Linked DNA regions of Gossypium hirsutum: region 1 is linked to region 2. A link is a contact called in public Hi-C data. All regions are on one chromosome and are shown on one strand. Each heading gives the region's core, a stretch centred on a gene start, on an enhancer-like site or on the middle of the called end of the contact. The rest is flanking DNA. Distances are from core to core; before and after follow the strand shown. Region 1 holds the start of LOC107901036 (auxin response factor 7). Region 2 holds the start of LOC107901046 (probable polygalacturonase).

Region 1 (7,079 bases), core at 3,090-5,589, 270 kb after region 2:
TGTTTCACCTGGCATCCCCGGTTGCTTTGGAAACCTGGGCCTGAAAAACGGAGGTGGACAGATGTAAAAAGGAGTTATAACAGGTTCAATGTCCCAAATTGAAACTCGGCTGGGCCGCTCACCAGCTGTAGATTCATCCCATCCAACCTGTTGAGAATACAAAAGTAACCACAAACGAAAATTAACTGTGCAACAACACCTTGACTTTAAAATAAAAGCAAGTATTATCAGAACGTGTATGATGCAGCAACGAAAGAATCTTGGAGCAATGAGAAAATTAGTTTAAACCATTCACAATCAAATAACAAGACCGAACACAAAACATGGACAGTAAAACAGACATGAAGAATACCCAAAAAAAAAAAAAGACCGGATATTCATCTCCAATCTTACTGATATGTAGGCCCAAGTAGACAAATAATGAATAGCCAAGTCCATATAATAACAGAGCTAGGTATTATCAATGACCCAAACATGATGTATCTTAATATTTGCATGTTAATAATTTGTTTCAGTTGAAATCATCCTAGACATCTTCTGAAAGGAAAATGCAAAAGAACAACAAAGGCAGATATTAGCATTCAGGTGTCAGTATGTACAAAAGATACCTGAAGATTGCGCCACTGTGAATTTTTCCATCGCACAGGATCCAAGTCACTGATACCAGTAATTGTACCCATGTACCTGCGTACTCCAGACTCCTCGGTTTCAAACATCATTCTAAACCGCATGCCAAGGGAAACTTGGGTATACATGGCTTTGTTAAACTTTGCCAAGGGTATCACAAACTCAGAAGGGCTTGCCCTATCAGAATTAATAAAATCTTTTCAGAGCTTCAAATAATATTTCTTTTTCTTTTTCTTTTTTTTTAAATTATTGACTAGAAAATAGCAATGAATCTAAATACAACCAAATATGTTATAACAATACCTTGGATTATAGAATATAGTAAATGGGCTGTTATTTGCTGCAGCATGCGCTGCAGCAGCCAGGATCCCTATATGCATGCTATCACTAGAAATCACAGATGAAGAAAGGGCTGGCTGCTGTCTATTTGCAGGCCTTGTACCCAACAGAAGTTGAGACTTCTCATCCCTACATTTAAGCAAATAATTTCAGCTAAGTAGTAAAATGGACAACAATCTAGTGAAAATTCAAAGAAGTACATACAAACATGAGCGTGTATGTGGGTGTGTTTGCAGGTGTATACACATCCATATAAATCATACCTTATGAAAAGAACAGAATCACCGGCAAAGAGTCTTTTTGTGCTAACAAAGACACTCCAACCAGTAGTCAGAAGATGCCTCTTTGGTTGACCTGCAAAGAAGCCATTATGCATATATAATTCCATTTCTAATACCTATGACATTAAATACAGAAACTACAACCATAATATGGGTAACAGAACAGTATTGACTTTAGTATTACCCTAAAGCATTCCCACCTAAATCCCTATTTCCCGAAGGAAAATGAATTTCTTTTACACCAAAAAGTTTTCAAGTAGTGTGGAAGTTAACAGTTATTTAGAAAACATTAATAAAAGAAAGTAGTGAGTGTTCTCAGCACAAAGCTCTTTGATAAAGCTTCAGTCTTAAGTTAAAACACAAGTAGACTTCCGATTATGAAAAGGAAGGCCAGCAATATCTGGAAGAGAACCATACCTCGATAAATATGTCTAAATGTCCATGTATTGTCATGTAAATCTTTAGCTACTAGCTCCTGAGCAGGTGGTTGCATCGAGAAATCCTATCAAATATCACCATTTAGATCTTAGGAGATATACACACAAAATGCTTCAACATATCTTAAATATTAAAACAAAAATCTAAAATTGAAAGTTTCTAAGTACCAGGGGAGGGAAGATTTTCTCAGCTGCTCGTCGAGGCACAGAAAATCCACCATGAGTGCTAGTGTCACTTGCTGTAAGAGTCTTGCAAAAGAACTCAGCAGGTTGCCGGCTTTGCTTGAGGCCAATATCAGATGCCAGTAACGCTTCCTTGTCATACTGTAGAGAAGCAATTTAAACTCATCCCATATTTCATGAAATGAGAAAATTGACTGGAAAAAAAAAAGGACAAGGCAATTCTGCAATATCCATGAATTAATTCCCAAATTGAATAGCTGACCTACTTTGTTCACAGGTTGAAGTGTCATCTGGGCATACACCTCATCTGTTTCCGGATCGGCCTGATTCAAAGTTTAAATAATTGAATAAATTAGTAACTCCAAATAACCATATAACTTTCCTTGCTTTTCAAATCATTTTAACCATTGCAAAGTTATTTTCATGCCTATACCGTCAAGGATCCTATTCATATTGCAATATGACCCAGCACCAACAAAAGCTTCCTAGTAGTAGTCAATGCAAATACATGCTAACCAGATAGCAGATGGAAGCACAAACTAACTAAGCCAGCAAATGACAGGGCATTTAAATATAAAGATGTCTAACATATGAAAGGCGTATTGTCGATCCAATGTTTTCGATAAATGCACAAAACTCTATTAGGAGCAACCTTTTCCTCTTCAATGACCAAAAAACATAAGAAACTTGGGATGATAGTGCCCTGCTTTTGCTTACATGCAATGTGACATTATGGAGCATGCATATCAACTTGGAAGGAAGGTTAGGGTAGCTTGGTATGAAATCAGTCTCCTTTTGCATCGACGCCGCAACCTGGAAAAGGATATATATTAATTAGAGAAATATTGATAAAAGGCCAGATTCGGAAAAAAAAAATTATCCTCTAGGAATGAATGTGGAAAGTAACTCACCTGCTCGCTGTGACCTTGAGGAAAGTAAACAACCAAACTTCCAACTGGAGGCAAAGAAACAAGTGGTCCAGCACAAGCATGCCATAATTCTGAATTGATACTCTTCCTTTCTCCTGCTTCCAAAACAACCAATCAGAATATTATCAAACATCCCACAAAACCACAAACAAAGAGAAAGTCATCAGAATTATTAAAAAGCATCAACTTCCAAAAAAAATTCTCAATATCCATATTCGTCCAAAATTGAACGATAGACAAGGCAACAATTAACTTTATGGTATCGAAGCAACAAATCCCCAATTGCCTGGTATCAAAAAAGTTATCATGAATATTCTTATATAATACTTAATACTTCATATTTGAACTCGACAAAAGTATAATTGTTGTATGTTTTCTTTCTTTTTAACCTTAAATTTGCAAATGATAAATGATCCCAAACCCAAACCTTCCCCCATTAGAATGAGGAAAGTTGCCACTCAGTTACATTAAATTTTACTTTTAGTCTTGCTAAGTGCTTCTTTCCATTTTTATGAAAATGGGATTTATAGGATTTCTCAAAAAGAGATATGACAATTTACATGAACAAATGTAGAGCATTAAAACAAGACTAATACTGAGCAATAATTTATTTAAACTAAAAACAACTTAGACGGGAATGGATGACATAGAAAAATAACCAAATTTATAAACTAATAATCAAGAAAATCCCAGACTGCGTAGAACCCAAAGGCTATTTCGACCCAGAAAAAAAAAAGCTGAATCAGAGCTAAAAGAAGAAAAAAAAAGAATTAGTAAGAGAAATCAGACCTTCTGCAGAATTTGCCATAAATCCATTTGGTGGAGCCTTCATGTTTACAATCTCGGATAATTTTTATTTTTTTTACAAAAAGAAAAATCTCTAAGGAACACAATCACTTCTTATGCTCCAACAAAACACAGAAAAGAAATCAACTTTCTTCACCATATAGTTACCTCTAGTCTTTTAGCTATCAAACCACAACGGTTCAAAGAAGAATCATTTTAGCGGCATCCCTTGGTAGGAAAATCACTACAGACGCGCTTAAGGAAACGCCGCAGCTTCCATTAATAAATCACAAATCCCAAAAAAGAACTAAAACCCTAACTTAGAAAGCAAAACCAAAGGCCAAAAACCTTGTTCTTTCGCTTTGATTAGCTTGGTAAAAAGCTTTTGAAATGTTGGGTATTTTCAATCACATGAAAGCATTTACTTCTCCAAAGGAATAAATCAGATTCCAGAGTTGAATCAGTTTAAAAGTAGCCGAAACCGTAAAGAACTAACTGCATGGAACATTAAAAACTGCTCCTCAGCTCATTCGAAGCTCATCGTTCTGTTTTCTAGAATCCGACGAGAAAAAAGAAAAGAAAAAAAGAAAGAAACTTTATGGGATCAAGGAGAAGGAAAAAAAAACACTTGTCGCCTGGAAACCACAGAACCAAAGCGAAAGGCAAAGCAAAAGCAGAGCAAAAAATAGCTTTCTTTTTTTTTCTTTTCTTTTATAAATTGTGAAACATGCCGACATATAAGAGAGTGCGAAGGCTGAACTCTGAAGCAATCAGGCCTTTGGTAAATAAAAGGCAGTAAGGATTTTTTTTTTTCTTTTTTACTTTATGAATTAAAATTTTAATCGTTGCGCGTGTGAATTGGCGAGTGGTGTTAGGCTATTAATAGGCGGACAGTTTAAGTTGGTACCCTTCTTTTCACTGTTTTGGACTTGGGAGGTGCGCGCGTGCGGCCTTGTGGGCGTGCGTAAAGGGTTCTCCTTGGAGTGAAAATAAGTATAGTTGACGCGACTATAGAATAACATTCTGGTTTGGATCCCTTATCAATTCTCATTTTGCATGGTTGAACTCCAAATGTGGGGTTAATTTAATCCAATATGTTCTCGTTCAATAGATTGTAATAATTAAATTTTCATAAACCTAGTTATTTGAATCAAAGCATTGTAATGCTCGACTGATAGTTCAATCAAATTTAAATTTTTTGAGTTCAACTCATATAGCTTGCTAGTATTGAGACCCTAGTCTTATTTCCTTCTTATTATCCTTCTAAGGTTAGTTTAACATTGTTTTCCAGAAGTTTAGTTTAAGATACGAGTGTTTAGTATTGCTGTCAAAATATACTTTTAAGAAACAAAATGTTTATTTTAGACCTGGTATTATAAAGTAACAAATATGAATTTAAATAATGTTCAAATTAATTAATATTATTATATTTTAGTAAGAATATAAAAAATAATTTTAATTATTTATAAAATTTAATTAAAATATATAAACTATATTTTAAATAATTAAATATTAATACATTTGTATTATTTTAAAAAATACTTTTTTTATTTTTAATTTATAATTTTAACACATTTGTAATTTAACACCAAGAAAAAAAAAGGAAAAGTATCATGTTGTTGGAGAGGTAAAAAAATAATTAAATATCAAAAGTACTTTTGGTAGAGAAAAAGCTAAAAATTTAGCTTCTGTTTTTTAAAAGAGCTTTTGAAAAGTAAAATATTTCAGCCAAAAGTAAATTGTTTAGTACAACTTTGTTCTAAAAGTGTTTTTCAAGCTAAAATTGTTTTTTTTTTGTAAGCAATATTAAATAAGGCCTTACTTTGGATCAATGTAGTTGGTTCCGCATCGATTCCAATTACACTACCCAATGCGCACCGTTCTAGAAATAAATCGAAAAGATCATTTCTTTTTCTTTTTTTTTACACCGATGTAAACTTTAACCTGTACTGATTGCACCAACCGAAACATTACACATCAAGTGACGGTGCATGAATAATGTTAAATATATATATAATTTTTGCCAACTTTAATTTTTTTATTAACTAAATATAATATTTAAACTTTAACCAAGGTAAAGGAGCAATTTAAAATTTTAATGTAGAAAAATTAATAAATATATAATTTATATAACAAAAGAAACTAAAGAAAGAGTCACAAACATAATTTTATGTGTATGATTTTATTAATCTTTCATTTTATATATTTAGTATGGGATGATTTTATTGTAGATTTTAAGGTACATGCGTGGTATGTGATTTTATGTATTTAATTTATAATCAATTTTTAGATAATGTACCTTTAACTATTATAATTGATTTTTAATTCGTTATTTGAATTATTAAATATAATTAAATTATATTAACTTATTTAAAAATCAAATATAATAAAAAGAAATTTTCAAACACCATATTAAAATATTAATATTTTGTTGATCAATAATTTCTCTAATAATATTAAAAAAATTGAAATTGTAATTAAAATATTTGTACTATTTTCAACATACGAAATAATTTATACTTTATGTAATCATTATTAAAAATAATAATTAATAATTGTTATTAAATTATATTGATTATTTTGATAATTCAAATACAATATTTATAAAAAAGATCCTATTATTAAAGTATATGTACAAGCAATAAAAGAAATTTATACTTCACTCCTCAATTTTTATTTTTATTTTTTTAATTGTCAATAAATTGACTATAATAATTTATAATTAATATGTAGCAAAAAAATAATATCAAGTAAAAAGAATTTTAAATTATTATAATTGAAAACACTTTTTAACTTCAACTTTCACTTCAATTACAATTCTTTTAATTAACTTTTTTGGGCAAAACACCATTAAAAGCCTCATTTTCTTTAAATTTACCGAAATGGGCCCGGTATTTTATTATTTACTGGAATGGCCCTTTTTCTCGAAAGCACGTCCACGTCAGCGCAATGTCAGGGGACGTGGCAGAAAAACGTGTCCCTGAGGGCGCGCTTTGCCTACGTGGACATAAATCGCTCCCTCAAAGGCGCGTTTTGATGCCACATAAACGCTCCTCTGGGGACGCGTTTTGCCCATTTCTCTCATGTTAGGTTTTGGGTTTTTAGGGTTAGGGTTAGAATTAGGGTTAAGGTTTAGGGTTTTTAGGATTTTTAGGGTTTTGGAGAAAAAATTAAATGAATAAGGGATTAGAGTTTAAGGTTTAGGGTTTATTAATTAAATTAATTATAATTTTTTCAAAACTGGATTAGGTTTCGTGTTTATGGTTTTTAATAAAAAATCAATTAAATTAGGGTTTAAGGTTACGTGAGTAATTTAATTAAAAATTTATTAAGAAAATCGCTCCCACGTGGACGCGTTTTTGATACAGTAGGTCCTGAAAAAATAATTTTGAGTTGACGTTTCTAAGCAAATAGTATAAAAAACGCTTCAAGCAGGATGCTTTATAAGAAGAATTTTTGAAATCGCTCCTACGTAGACGCGCTTTTGCTACAGTTAG
Region 2 (7,233 bases), core at 1,742-4,241:
AGATAATTAGATTTTATTATTAGCGGCGCTTTTTCAAAAACGCTGCTAAAGGTACGAGCATTAGCGGCGCTTTTCCAAAAATGCCGCAAAAGGTACGAGCATTAGCGGTGCTTTTTCAAAAACGCCGCTAAAGGCCCGAGCATTAGCGGCGCTTTTCCAAAAACGCCGCTAAAGGCCCGAGCATTAGCAGCGCTTTTTCAAAAACGCCACTAAATGCCCTAAAAACTCTAAAAACGGTGTCATTGGGCTTAGGTTTTTTGCGGCACTTTTTGGAAAACGCGGCTAATGCTTATTTTTAGTGGTGTTTTTCAAAATGCGCCGCTAATGCTCGATCTTTAGCGGCGTTTTTGTAAAAGCGCCGCTAATGCTTGATTTTTAGTGGCGTTTTTTATCCAAACGCCGCTAAAAATGCCGCTAAAAGCCTATTTTGGTATAGTAAATGTTTATATACACTAATTAAGGTTTAATTAATCAAATTTTATTAATTAAACTAAGCATAATTATGTAAATCTCATTATTAATTAACATAAATGGCCAACATCATCAATGTCCACTATCTCCTAATAGCAAATGATTTAATTACCATTTTGAACCTTTGACTAATTTACATTCAAGTCCTCAAGTCTTTTGTCAATTAAAATTTTAAAGCAATTGAATTTTTACAATTTAATCCATGGGCCTTAATTAACTACTTTTTCGGCTAAATTACTTAATCGAATCTCAATATATTTTTATTTTATATTTACGGGCTTAATTTATGGAAATCGGGTTCTGGAACTATATTTTTCGACACCATTGAATTTTGGATCGTTACAATAAGGGTCATTATCTCGAGACATTATAGTTTGAAGTAAAAGATTAACAATAAGGGAGGCATGTATCGGCACATGGCTTCACTACCTTGAGACACAACCCTTTATTTAAACAATTCGAGTTAGGATTCTTATTCAAACTCCGTGTATAACCTTATATGACTCCTGAGTTACTATATGTGGGCCCATTTGGCCTCATAGAAGTACACAACATGACATTTATGAATTATGCCATGCTCATTTGTTTAATTTCAAGGAAAATGATTAATGATAGTCTGAGTTGCTACAACAACGAATATGACATCTCACATTTAGATCCATCGTTCGAGTTAGGTGTGGGGTGCCACAACCTAGTTGGTCATCTAACTTTTAGGGAACTTTCATTTTGGCCACCTTAAAAAAAATTCTTTCAATTTCACCATCTCTATTAGAAAAAGGTTTTCATTTTAGTTACTCAATCGTTAAATCCTTAACGTTGATAAACTGTACATGGTAAATTATGTCCACATCATTATGGACGAAGCCATAAATTTTTTTAAGGGGGGCGAGATTAAGTTATATATTTTTATGAGAACTAAAATGCAATTTTACGCTTGTATTGGCTTATATCTTTATGGTTTTCAAGAGGACTAAATCGAAATTCTAGCCTTTTGGGGGCCAAATTATAATTTTATCATATATTAACTTAAGATTTTATAAATTTTGGGGGACTAAAACAACAATTTTCTATTTGGGACCGTGGGGTCAAGCCCTTACCTGCCCTCTTCCCCTTGCCCTACACATCATGTTTACACTTTCATTTTGATCACCCAAAAAAAAAAGTTTCCTTTCTTTAAGTCTTGATTTCGGTAAAGTGAAAAAGCGATAAAAAATAAAATAATGCATTTAAAATTATCAAATTGTACTTGTTTATCTCATTATTGAAAATTCTAAATTTCTTTTTTTTTTAATTTTGAAATTTCAAAATATCAAAATCAATTAAATAAATTGTTAAAAATTTTATCCCTTGATAATATGAATCGATTTTGTTATTATAATATTGAAATTAATTAATTTAATTAATTTAATATTCTTCTAAAATTTTAAATTTTATTTTTTGTTTTCAGATTATCCTTAATGAAATCAACTCAAGTAACTCATATTTAATAATATATAAAAAAATCTTACATTTCTTTTGATTATATGATCTTGAATCCCACATGCTATGCTAAAAGCAAAGAATTTATTTTCAATTAATTAAATCGATTGCTTGTTCTTGGTATGGGTAAAGAAGTGATGGAAAAAATTCAAGGTTTTGTTTGGCATGGAAGATCAAATTAACTAATTTAATTAATTGCAAGATTTTTTATTTTTTTTTGCTTTTAAATTAGCATGAAAGATTCAACATCATATAATCAACAAAATTATGGGTTTTGTTTGAGTTGAGTTCGTTAAGGATAACTTAGAAACATAAAATAAAATATTATATTTTAAAAGGGGATTAAATTAATTAATTTAATTAATTTCAATTTTAAAGTAACAAATTGGTTGACACAATCAAAAGATAATTTTTCCAACAATCTATAAAATTGATTTTAATGTTTTGAAATTAAAAATTTTAATATTACAAAAAAAAGAGAGAAAATTTTGGAACTTTTGGCAAGAGGATAAGCAAAAACAATTTGAGAAATTTTTAATGCATTATTTTAGTTTTTATCACTTTTTAACTTTAATTCTTAATATTTTTTACACAGATTAATTGAATGATTAAAATAAAATATGCAGATATGATGTGGCAGGACCATTAGGGTTTTCATTATGACAAAATAAGCAAACAATTACGCAAATAAACACCATTTCTATCCATGTTGAATATATATGAGTTCCTCGGTCAGATATCTTCCTTCTTATTAAAAAAACCATTTTGGTTAACGAATACGGAATTCTATTTTTCTCCATGCTTTATTCTACACTACCTAACTCACTTTAACAATTGTAGAATCCTCCTAACCAATGGTAAATTCGAACTTGCTGTCTCACTACAATAAATAAAAAAAAAATTTATTTTCAGGCGAGTAAAATGAAAGGAAAAGAAACGAGAAAGTGGCCCATTAAATCGCGGCCCAAGCGGAAGATGGGTGTAAAGTGTGGAGTGAGATGGGGACATAAATAAAGATCCAGGTTTTAGTTGACACAGGTCAACAACCCGAAAATTTCGTTATACGAAAGAGTTTTCGTGTTTGATGTCAACGTCTCAACTACTGTTTTCAAAATGGTCAGATTGCAACTCTTCAACTAATCACCTACTACCGGACGATGATGTTGATGTGACATTGCTTCTCGCTGCCGTGACTGAAACCTCACACAATCCGAAATCCAATTACATCCTTCAAATAAACCACGCAGGCAACTTGATACCCGCAGTAAAAAAATCTAGTTTCATTCAACTCAAGAGCGTCGACCTGCCCAAAGCTAGAAACTATGGACTTGGTTCTCCATTGACCATTGCGATCTCCCCTTGAATTGAAATCTACTCCATTTCCAATCGACCAAATCTGGCGGCTATTCATCACCAACATCTCACCAACAAAGCACTACACCCCTTTTACTAAAAGGGCCAGAAATCGTTTCTTTTAACCAAATTCGCTAAACCCAATATGGCTGAGTCATTGCCGGTTGGGGGATTTCCGGCATTCCTTTCTTCGCATAAAACTCTGTTTATTGTTCTCTGGATCTCGGCTTTCGGTTCTGTCTTTCTATGGCAACGGGATATAGTTGGGGCTGGGTTCTCTGTGTTCGGAAAAGCTGGGCCGGGTCGGTCTATGTCCGGGTCCCGGCCTTTCGAGTTTAATATTACGGATTTTGGCGGGGTTGGCGATGGGGTAACGGATGACACGGCGGCTTTTGAGAGGGCTATCTCGGCCATCTCGAAGCTTGGGAAGAGAGGTGGTGGTCAGCTCAATGTCCCGCCTGGAAAGTGGCTTACGGCGCCGTTTAATCTTACTAGTCATATGACTTTGTTCCTTGCTGAGGATGCTGAGATTCTTGGAATCCAGGTTGGTTTTTCCATTTTCATGAATTTTGGCAATGAAAAATGATATTCTCCCTCGTTATTTAACATGTTTAGTCGTTTATGGGTTGTGATTTGTGATGAAAGGGGACCAATATTTAGTGTGAAAAAAAAAATCACATCATGACCATATTTAGTGACAACTTTGATCCTTTCCATGCAAATATGACGGTGTTCCTGATTTCTCTGTGTTATCCGGCTGTTGTGTTTATAACTTTGGATTTTGGTGGATTCAATCTTGTTGTTTGCTGTTTTCCCGCTATCATACAGGACGAGAAGCGATGGCCATTAATGCCTCCATTGCCATCATACGGGTACGGAAGAGAGCATCGTGGACCTCGGTATGGAAGTTTGATCCACGGCCAAAACCTCAAAGATGTTGTTATAACTGGTAAGCTACTTCACCCCTGCCCCTAATAGGTTTCTCATTAAATTGTTTGAATGAAAAGGTTGCTCACCTGATAGAGCCAGCCAGTTTACCTATTCTATGTCATAGCACCTAATTGTCGATGTCTCAAAAATACAATTTTAGACTGGTCTGAATCTGTTTTCTGCACCCTTTATACCCTGTGCATACTGCTTATTCAAAGTACTTGCTACTTCTTTTTTTTCGTATGGAGAAAAGTGGAAAGAAACGGCCTTTTCAAGGTTTTGGATGAATAAGCACTTCCAACAACGATAATTAATAGGGAAATTCGATTGGCTGCTAGATTTGAGTCTGATTTATCATTTTTTCATTACAAATCAACATTGTGGTCTTTGTTCTATATGGATCTTTCAATGCTGGTCTGAGTCTGATTTTACCGTTTATCTTTACAAATCAACAGGGCACAATGGTTCCATAAATGGTCAGGGTCAATCATGGTGGACAAAGTATCGTCAGAAGCTACTCAACCACACAAGGGGTCCACTTGTGCAGATAATGTGGTCAAATGACATTGTAATCTCTAATATAACCTTACGTGATTCTCCGTTTTGGACTTTTCATCCATATGATTGCAAGAATGTAACCGTTAGGAATGTAACCATCTTAGCACCTGTATTTGGAGCTCCAAATACTGATGGAATTGATCCTGGTAAGTAATCCCTGATTATAAATTTTGAACTTTTGTCTATAAAAATTTTTGGTAGCTAAGGCTCTAGACTCGATTCTCATTCATGCTACTAGTAGTTGTATAGAAATGCTCACTGTACATATATAACTCGCTTATTGAGCAAGCTTGGTTGACAAATCTGTAGAATGAATTCAAGACTATAATTGAAGAAGGTTTGCAGAGGCTATTATATACATTAGTTAAAGTACGACTGTGCATTTGTTGGAACGTATAGAAGCAGGAAGGTGAGAACTTAGATGTAAGATGTATGGATATGGTATTCTGAGCTGAATTCAATGAAATGTGTGGGCAAATTGCAACAAATTTGCTTTCATTATTTTGTCTTTTCTTCTTTTCCCCATTCCTCTCTAACACATACAAGAATCTTCACATGGCAAATGCATCTTTGTAAATGGAGCAAATATCATTTGCTCACCACACCACGCTGTAGCCAGCTCAAATATACACCTAGATAAACCACGTTTCTGCTTGTTGATTTGCAGTGGGAAAAAAGGGAGATTAATTCACGCTGAATGTAACTTATTACAAGTCATTTGTGGCATAAACAGATTCATGTGAGGATGTAGTGATAGAGGATTGCTACATATGTGTTGGCGATGATGCAATTGCAATAAAGAGCGGTTGGGATCAATATGGCATCGTTTATGGACGACCTTCGAGAAACATTCTCATCCGAAACCTCATTGTCCGTTCTATGGTCAGGTAAAGTTTCTTGAATTAATTTCCTCCATCTTCATGAATATTCTACTGCCCGATAGCTTCCATGTCAAAGAAAAAAAAAACAAAAGGTCCCAAATAGCATGCATGTATTTTTCGAACTTCATATGCAAAAACAAAGGTCCCAAACAGCTCTGCAGTTTGGGTCATCCAAAATTTAGGATATTGCTTTTCCTATTCTTTTATCTATCCCTACTTGTAATTTTCATTTGGTAAGTACACATTGTCACACTTGGCTGAACATATGCGTAGTGCTGGCGTATCAATAGGCAGCGAGATGTCTGGCGGGGTATCTAATGTCACCGTGGAGAATGTCACTGTCTGGAGTTCTAGGCGTGCAGTTCGAATCAAGACTGCTGTTGGAAGAGGTGGATATGTCAGGCATATAACGTACCGAAATCTGACATTTGATGATGCCCAAGTTGGAATTGTTATCAAGACAGACTACAATGAGCACCCCGACATGGATTTTGACAAAAATGCTTTCCCAATACTCGAAAACATAAGCTTCACCGGGATACATGGTCAAGGAGTCCGTGTACCTGTTCGTATACATGGTAGCGAGGAGATTCCTGTCAGAAACGTGACGTTCAGGGATATGAACGTGGGGATAACATATAAGAAAAAGCATATATTCCAGTGCGCGTTTGTTCAAGGGCGTGTAATAGGGACCATCTTCCCCGCGCCTTGTGAAAACCTTGATATATATGATGAAGAAGAAAGGCCTGTAAAGCTCTCAACGGCCCAGAATGTAACAGAGATAGATTATGGAGTATGAGAAGATGGTGGATTGCAGTCTCTGTCAACCATTCTTTCTGGGAACAAAATCCGAAGGCTTAAAACTGTATATGCTTGAAATGAGGCAAGTTTTGCAATACCATATTGGAGCAGTGGGGCTTTTTATTCCCCTTCATTTCATGCCCTTTCTTTTGCTCCATTTATTTCTATAACTTGTTTGATTCAGAGAGTTGTGTACAGAAAATTTATAGTTTATACATTGAAATACATTTTCATAGTATGATTTTATCGTAGGTTTTTGCACAATAATATTAATGAAAGGAAAAAGAAAAAGAAAAAAGGAAGCAGTTTAGTGATAATTTGGTGGGTCACCGGTTTAATGGTACACCCAATGTTTTTTAAATCGGATTGGTGATTGAACCAATCAGATCATTAGTTCGTTAGTCTGATCAATTCAATTGATTCGATTAGAAAATCTTCAAAAATCTCAATTCACTTTTCGGTTCAATTAATTTTTTAATCGATTCAATCAGTTCATTCTTGATCTAATCGATTCAAAGTTACTTTCTAAATCAATTGTTCAATCCAACCAATTGATTTGGTTCGGTTCAGATAACGTTGGATGCACCAGGCTAGTAGTTTTCAATTATGTTGTTCTTACCTTCTTAGATGCCATGGCTTGGGATATGAATGTTAAAAGTTTGACCCGAATCCATGAACAAATGTTAGGTTGGGTTAAGTAATAAGGACTTAGATGCTTTAAGGTTTTGGGTTTTAAGTTTTGTAGACCAAAAAAATTTTG

The links. A called contact is a pair of places that touch in the nucleus more often than the background predicts.
Region 1: a Hi-C map of leaf shows a contact between it and region 2, with 2.5 times the contacts expected there. The contact joins the promoter of LOC107901036 here to the promoter of LOC107901046 in region 2. A contact is called at or near these places in 2 of 34 Hi-C or Micro-C datasets (hypocotyl and leaf).

Annotation. Positions count from the first base shown.
Region 1 is chrD06:15,269,048-15,276,126 of Gossypium_hirsutum_v2.1, forward strand. LOC107901036 (auxin response factor 7) reads right to left here and starts at 4,340. Exons shown (of 13, transcript XM_016826866.2): 1 at 3,586-4,340; 2 at 2,779-2,891; 3 at 2,585-2,680; 4 at 2,134-2,190; 5 at 1,853-2,008; 6 at 1,665-1,749; 7 at 1,230-1,320; 8 at 931-1,095; 9 at 609-804; 10 at 9-147. The coding sequence starts at 3,628.
Region 2 is chrD06:15,002,756-15,009,988 of Gossypium_hirsutum_v2.1, forward strand. It overlaps LOC107901046 (probable polygalacturonase), which reads left to right and starts at 2,992. Exons shown (of 5, transcript XM_041095802.1): 1 at 2,992-3,847; 2 at 4,132-4,252; 3 at 4,689-4,937; 4 at 5,525-5,678; 5 at 5,946-6,711. The coding sequence starts at 3,449. The coding sequence ends at 6,471.